2 separate regions of the Anas platyrhynchos genome follow, and region 1 is linked to region 2. A link is a contact called in public Hi-C data. All regions are on one chromosome and are shown on one strand. The core of a region is the stretch at or near the end of the contact, and the rest is flanking DNA. Distances in the headings are between cores, read along the strand shown.

The links. Hi-C and Micro-C count contacts between places; a contact is called where the count stands out from the background.
Region 1: a contact with region 2 is called in a Hi-C map of small yellow follicle, with 2.0 times the contacts expected there. The contact joins two enhancer-like sites. A contact is called at or near these places in 2 of 8 Hi-C or Micro-C datasets (F1 follicle and small yellow follicle).

The regions. Positions count from the first base shown.
Region 1 is chr6:27,501,001-27,504,393 of IASCAAS_PekinDuck_T2T, forward strand. All of the region lies in intron 3 of BTRC (beta-transducin repeat containing E3 ubiquitin protein ligase), which reads right to left. Among named protein-coding and RNA genes, the nearest start is that of BTRC, 45 kb to the right of the region's middle. Within about 2 kb of position 1,496, at least 5 of the 8 cell types and tissues checked have an H3K27ac peak or open chromatin away from gene starts, as enhancers often do. A contact at or near this core is called in F1 follicle and small yellow follicle, where this site is marked.
Region 2 is chr6:27,467,170-27,470,594 of IASCAAS_PekinDuck_T2T, forward strand. The region is part of intron 5 of BTRC (beta-transducin repeat containing E3 ubiquitin protein ligase); the gene reads right to left. Among named protein-coding and RNA genes, the nearest start is that of DPCD, 67 kb to the left of the region's middle. Within about 2 kb of position 1,307, at least 4 of the 8 cell types and tissues checked have an H3K27ac peak or open chromatin away from gene starts, as enhancers often do. A contact at or near this core is called in F1 follicle and small yellow follicle, where this site is marked.

The DNA.
Region 1 (3,393 bases), core at 246-2,745, 34 kb after region 2:
CAGCCCAGCATCTCAGGAGGCAGAAGTGGTGTCTGTTGGTGAAAGGAGGAGCAGCAGCATGGCAAAGCAGGGCGAGCAGAGGAGCAGGGTGCCCGCTGCAGCGCGGTCATCGGCCGGGGTCCAGGCAGCTCAGCTCTGCTAAAGGGGAGGAAAAGGCACAGCCAGGAGGTGTGGGATGTAAGCTGTTTGTTGGGAAAAGGCAGGGAAGGGAAAACAAACACACACACACGCTTGGGATGTCATCAAGTGGTCAAGAGGATTGGGTGGAAGTCGAGGCTTGCAGACCAGCTACTGATCTTTGACGCTTTTTGGTTGTTTGTCTGAACGAGATATAGGGCTCGCAAGGCACCGTGATATCTGGGATGCTGTAACTAGGGTTTTATAATGGAAATCAATCCTAAACGGGCCTGATAAATCGCTGGAAGAGGCCAGCTTTTAGAAGTTTTCATGTGAGGCCCCTGCCAGGACCAAGTTATTACATTAAATCCAGCCTAGAAAGGACTGTGATCGTAAAAACACTCCAGTTGGAATCACATATCTCCAAAAAGGAATGGCAAACGTTAAAACTGCTCTTTTCTACTCATGAAATACAATTTAGCAAATGGTGGGATTCAAAAGAGGGTTTTAATTTTTGTGCTTTGGAGAAAAAGACCAAGGGAGAGAAACATAGGAACCTGAGGTGGGCGCTGTGCATCTCCTGGACTCACGGGGTTGTTCATTCCTCTTGGATGCTTTTCCAGCAGTCATCCCCTTCCCTACTGCAAGTGCTAAGATGTTTTCCCACTCCTAAGAATCCTTTCTATGGAACTGAAAGCTTGCCTTCTTGCCTTTCAAACCATTTAAGATTCTCCCTCCAAAAATCTCAAAAAGGAGAAAAATCTGATGGTGAATTCCTAGCTACCGCAAAGCATCAAGTTATCTCCTTTTTCTTTAAGCCGAGCATCCGATTTTAAGAGCGAGCAGAGGACCATTTTGCATTCATTATCTTTATAGGTGGCAAGGCTAAGAGGTTGGCTGAACAAAGACCAGACAAAGACTGCCAAGTGCATATGGTGGCTCACAGCTTGGCGTCTCCCCACTCTACAGCACCAACACAGCAGCTCCAAGCGCAGCCCATTACGGAGGAGCGCTGCTCGTGCACTTTTTGTCGGCAAGCAAGTTACGCTCGGTGAAGACAGAATGACTGGAAAGTCATCACACTTTAAAAAAAAAAAGCACAGATGTTTGTAACTCCCACTCGTTTCTCACGAAGAGGGAAGCCATCGATCCAGGGGCAGGGACAAGACCCTGCGTATTTCAGGACTAACCGTGGCTGCGTGGAAGGGAGTGACACTCGACAGGGCAACGCTTAGCCACGGCCACGGGAAGAGCACGAGATAACCGGCTGAAACGGGGCACCGAGATATTTCTCCTTGCTCAACAAGGTGGGAGGAGGGATAAAAATGCGCGAGGTCAGAGCAAGGTTTGCCTCGGCAGGACTTGGGCGATGCTCTCTGCCACAAGAGAGGCAGACAAAGGGAGGAGCTGCTCCGAGCACCCTCTCGTGGTTACTGAAACGCACGTCTCAGGCACAGAGCCGGAAAGGAGCACTTGGTATCCAGACGGTATTTTGGGTGTACTCGCCGGGAATATTAAAGATCTGCAGCAATCATGCTTGATACATAGTAGATGAATGATGGAATTTATTCGGGTGAAAGGAGCAAAGAAAACCAGCGCAGACCGAAAGCTGAAAAGCCATACAAACTCTCTTTCATCAGGGAAAACTAAAAAATCCCATAACCTTCCTTTGCAGACTAAAGCCAGACTGGCCAAAACTGTTTGCATTGAACTCAAGGCTCTTTTATTTCAAACAAGGATGAGAAAGATAAGATGAGAAGCGCCAAAGTCTCCAAATCAGTCGTGGTGAGATCAGTAACGTGTACGTGCGCACACGGTTTCCACAGACAGGCAAAACAAATTTTTTGGTTTTGATTTGCCCAAGGTCACACAATGACATTGGAAGTGCTGGGAAGAGGAGGCAGCAAACCCAAGCTTATTTCTCGTAACTTTCACAATTTCTCTTTAGCAGGAGGTTCCTGCGAAAAGGGGCTTCGCCCTCCGTAGTTTGTTCCTCCTAAAATGGCTCCTGTCTGTAATGAGAGCCTTTTAAATCTGATTTGCATTTAAAACTTCAGCCTGTAATTAACAGAATATAATTCCGTGGCAGGTTGTCTTAAAGACCACTACGAAATTATTACTATTTAACTCTCCCCGTGAAGCCTCCTCCGCCGCTAAACACACCATGCTACAACGCATCCGCAGTCCCCAGACTGAAGCGCTTGATGGGAGATGACACGCAGCATTTTGTGTACGCAGCCCAGCAAAACACTGCTGGGAACGAGCTATAATACGTGGATAAATGCACTCCCAGGGACTACCAATTGGGCAGAGCTACCTTTAGTACCGCCTCGCTCGTCATGGTGGAAATCAAAGCCCTGCCAACTGGGGGAGGCTTTCTTTGGGGCTCTTCTGCCCGGCACTAATTATAAAACTGTACAGATGCAGCCTTTTTTTTTTTTTCTTTTTTTTTTTTTTTTTTTCCCGAGTGCGGGGAGCTGGGGGTGGGGGAGAAGTGTGTGTCTATGCGAGGAGCACAACTATTTTTTATGCTTTCAAATTCTTAATCCTGTTTGGAGCTGTCAGTGGGGGTTAATGGAAGCCTTGGATAGGAGAATTCCAATCTGGTTGGCAGATGGATAGGTTGGTTATAGCTGCATAACTATGTCTTGCCTGCAGGCACAATTCAGAACACTGTTAAAGCAATATAAAGTCTCTGTCAAGCTGAACCATTTGGATCAGTAGCAAGGAGAAATAATAATAAAAAAAGGAGTTCATTTCTGGGCCTTGCGCGTTTATGCTAGTATGCAGAAACTGATTAATTGTCATCGTGCGCTGGTCTGCTATACCTCGGATTTCTACTTCTGGAGTAGATTTTGCATGCTAATATAATCATTCTCCCTCTTGAGACATTAGCAAATAATCAAATGAAAAACAGGATCATAATTTACTGAGATTCGGGCAATTCTCTATGCAAATTTGACTTGTTATTGCTGCTGCCTCGTTAATCTGAATGCCTTTGACAAACTCCTTTGATTTATGAACTCATGACAACTCCAATGTGTATATATTTTGCTAGATTGACATTATCATTAAGAGTGGGTGGACTGAGCTCACATGAATGGCTGATTTTATTCGCTGGTGTCTGCTGCTCAACAGCTGAGCATCTCCTTCTCACAAAGCCCCTGAGCGCCAGGCTCTTCCCATCTACCCATCCATTCATCATCTCGATGTTAATTGGCCCAGGCTTTAAGCAAATTTTCAACACGATTTAAAGGCACGATGACACTGATTACT
Region 2 (3,425 bases), core at 57-2,556:
AGGAGAAGCCGTCCAAGATAGTTTACCAAGAGAGCACAGCTCCAAGCAGTATTATTTTCCATAAGCCTCCTCCTTGGCTCTTTGTACCAACAGAGAGGGCACAAGAGCACTGAACGACCTGGCCAAGGCAAAGCAAGCGAGCAATTCAGAACTGCAAATCATCAATACATGTATACACGTGGGATGTCATATACCATTTCCCAACTAGCAGAACACTAGATATTTCCAGGGAATACTAGAGATATGCAACAAAAAAAAAAAAGGCAGCAGCTTTCAGAAGAACTGCAAGAGTCACATAGATGCTTACTCCCACTACAAACGTACTCCTTAGATCTGCTGGCAGAGTTGGCCACACAAGCACTGCCTAACCTATTTCAGTCAAAATAAGCTTGTTAGCAAAGACCTGCTATTTAAACTGTCTAAGCTAAAACACCTCATCTTAAGTGAAAGCAGATCTGCAGTTCTGCTGACAGATCCTGGAGGGCAGCAACCTGCAGCAGCCAGATGAAGGCTGCGTGGTGCTCTTTTCCACCAGCACAGCTAGGTCTAGAAGAGGACATCTAGTGAGTTAACGCTGACTGATACCAACACTCCTGCTGTCAGCAGCCACCACAGAGGCAGCTGTAAGAGGAGAAGCCCATGAAATACTCCCACACGGTGTCAGGGTCAAGGCTGGCCAGTGGATTGTAGCCAAAATCTTGACAGGTTTGTCTTGTAGCCTCCTACAAGGTAATCACACAACTCTCACCCACTAATAAGTGTCCTCTTGAGACTGGCTGTTATGCTAACCGTGCAGTCAAATGTTACCTTGCTAAACTGGAGTGATTCATGGATGCCTAATACTGCTGGAGGAGCGGGATGCGTTTGGCCTGGAGAAGGCCGAGGGTACCTTGTAGTCTTCTACTACCTAAGGGGAAGTTACAGAGAAAAGCGAGACAGAATCTTTGCAGAAGTGCATAATGACAGCAAAAGAGGCAATAGGCACAAGCTCTGGATGTTAAGAGAGTGATTTTAAAAGCACAAGTGGACAAAGTCCTGAGCAAATCGGGCTGGCTCTGAAGGCAATCCTCCGCTGAACAGGCAGTCAGACTGGAGACCCCCAGGTGGTCATCCCAGCTTAAAGCTTTACATGACTTTTATTTTAAGACTAGGCTGGTCCATTCTTTCACTGGTATCTGTAAGAGATTCGTTATCTGAGCAACAGACAGCAAAAATAGAAACCAAGGACATTCTCTAGTGAATTCTGTGTCTTCACACATCACACAGGGCTGGGTTAGGCCAGACGCTGTTGATAAGTGAAAGTACATGAGAGAAGAAAGACGAGAAACAGTATCCTCTGCAACCCCAAGCAAACAGCTCGGACCTTAATAGCTCCTCAGCAAGGCACATTCAGTTTCACAGCTGAGCAGACTGGGTCCCTACCAGCTGATACTCAAATTGCACGCCCAGAATCCGAGTCACAGCCTACTGCACTAGGGATTCCTCCTTGGCTCGCCGCTCAGCTGCCAATAATCTTTCAGAAAAACCTTCAAAGTAAAGGAGGGAGGGAGCCTCCCAGTATTTTTGCATCCTTTCATCCCACTTTGGAGTGTTACTTTCCTATCACATCAAGAGTGGAATCAGCGTTGAGTGAATCATGTGATAAATCTCTTCCAGCCTCATTGCCTCGATGCATCCTATTGTAAATTTATCTAATAATCACCAACCCTTTAATTTCTATTATAATAATTGGCTAAACATCTGAAACCCACTTACATGCTGAGTGAAGTAGTTTTTCCTTACAATAGTTTTCAATATATTTTCCTTCAAATATAAATAGGTTTTCTATGGTGAGAACTGCTGTCCTCTGTGAAAACAAGTATATGGGAACATTTGACTTTACCACTGTATGTTATTTGTTAAACACTTCAGTGATACATCTCGTTTCTTTCCTGTATTTTCAGGGAGTTCACAATAGCCTGTATTTAGCCTAGTATTCGTATAGTTGAAAATATACTACGTGCATCTTCTCATCTAGAAAAAGCAATTTGGGATCACGCCTGAAAAACAACATATGCAACTTTCTGATGCCAAATAAAATTAAATATTAAGAGAATTCAGGATTTATTACCAGAGACCAAGCTAGACAGACACACCACTCACAGCCTGCTCCTTTGATCGAGGGGTTAGAGCTCCCTCTAGCACCCTCAGAACAGAAGAGCCAGAGATGCTAAGATGTGACTATCTGGTCTCATCCAAAGCACTCTTGGGTAGTGTTGTCCATACTTTTTATTTGCTTTGCTTTTTGCTGCCACATGAATAATTCAGAATACACCCGCTAGTTTGTCTGAAATTCAGGAGAAACAAGTGTCAGAAGAAATTCTCTCTCTAAGTGATTATAAATACCCAGATTACTATAATTAACTGTTCTCTGTTTTAAAATGTAATTTAAGAGCAGTTGAAGGATTTTCATGTCAGCCATGGGCAGAACGTGAAATGTAGCAAGAAATTAAATGAAAAAGTTGTTGAAAATTTCAAGTTTCCCAGCGTACAAAAGTCTTGCTGCCTCACCCTACCTTGCAGCTGACAAACATCCTAAGGCAGCTGACAGCTCGCCTCCAGTTGTGAATTAGCTGTTTCTGCTTCAGCATTAAATATTGAGTAACTCAGCTAAAGTGAAACTCAAAAGGTGTAACCCTGCTGAGTTCTGCACAATGCTGAAGACAGAGAAACAGCTAATGACAGAAGGAGCGTCAGGCCTTTTTTAATCACAGGTTATTACTTATTAATTCTTGATAAACTGAAAGCTGGCAGTACAATGGAAAAATGAGAAGGGAAAATAGGAGCCGAGTCTTTCAAGTTTTATTCCTAACTCTCCCACTGCTTTCTTGAGTTGCTGTAGGCAAGTCACTCCTCTTCATTTCATGAGTCTCTGTTAAATGTATGTGTCCTAATACAAGCCACACAGAGAAAAAAGCAAGGTTTGATGCTGGGAAGGGCCTGGGAGGCCACTGCGTGGAAGGTAAGGGCAAGTACCACTGAACGACACCACACCACACAAATGTAAGCTTTCCCCTCAAGCACTGGCATACACTTTTGACCCTTACAAAAATAAACAAAAAAAACTTGTGAAGAATTGGTATGGCCTAGACATTATCAATTAGAAAAAAATGTGGCTGCACTTATCATTTTTGTAGCATCTCAAAGCAAACTCAAAATTCGCAGGTGTAGAGAAAAAATTACATTTTCTCAAACTGAGCCACTGCAGGCAGATACCAGATACCAACATAAATGTGGAAACAAGTACAGTCCCTGAACACGAGTGCCCTAGAGAGGGTGCACTTTAGTTAAGTTCCATTACTTACCACAGCAATTTCAATATTTAACCACCAGGGGACTTCGGAACATTGCTCGGCTTTAGAAGTTTGCAATTTTAATATTAGTGT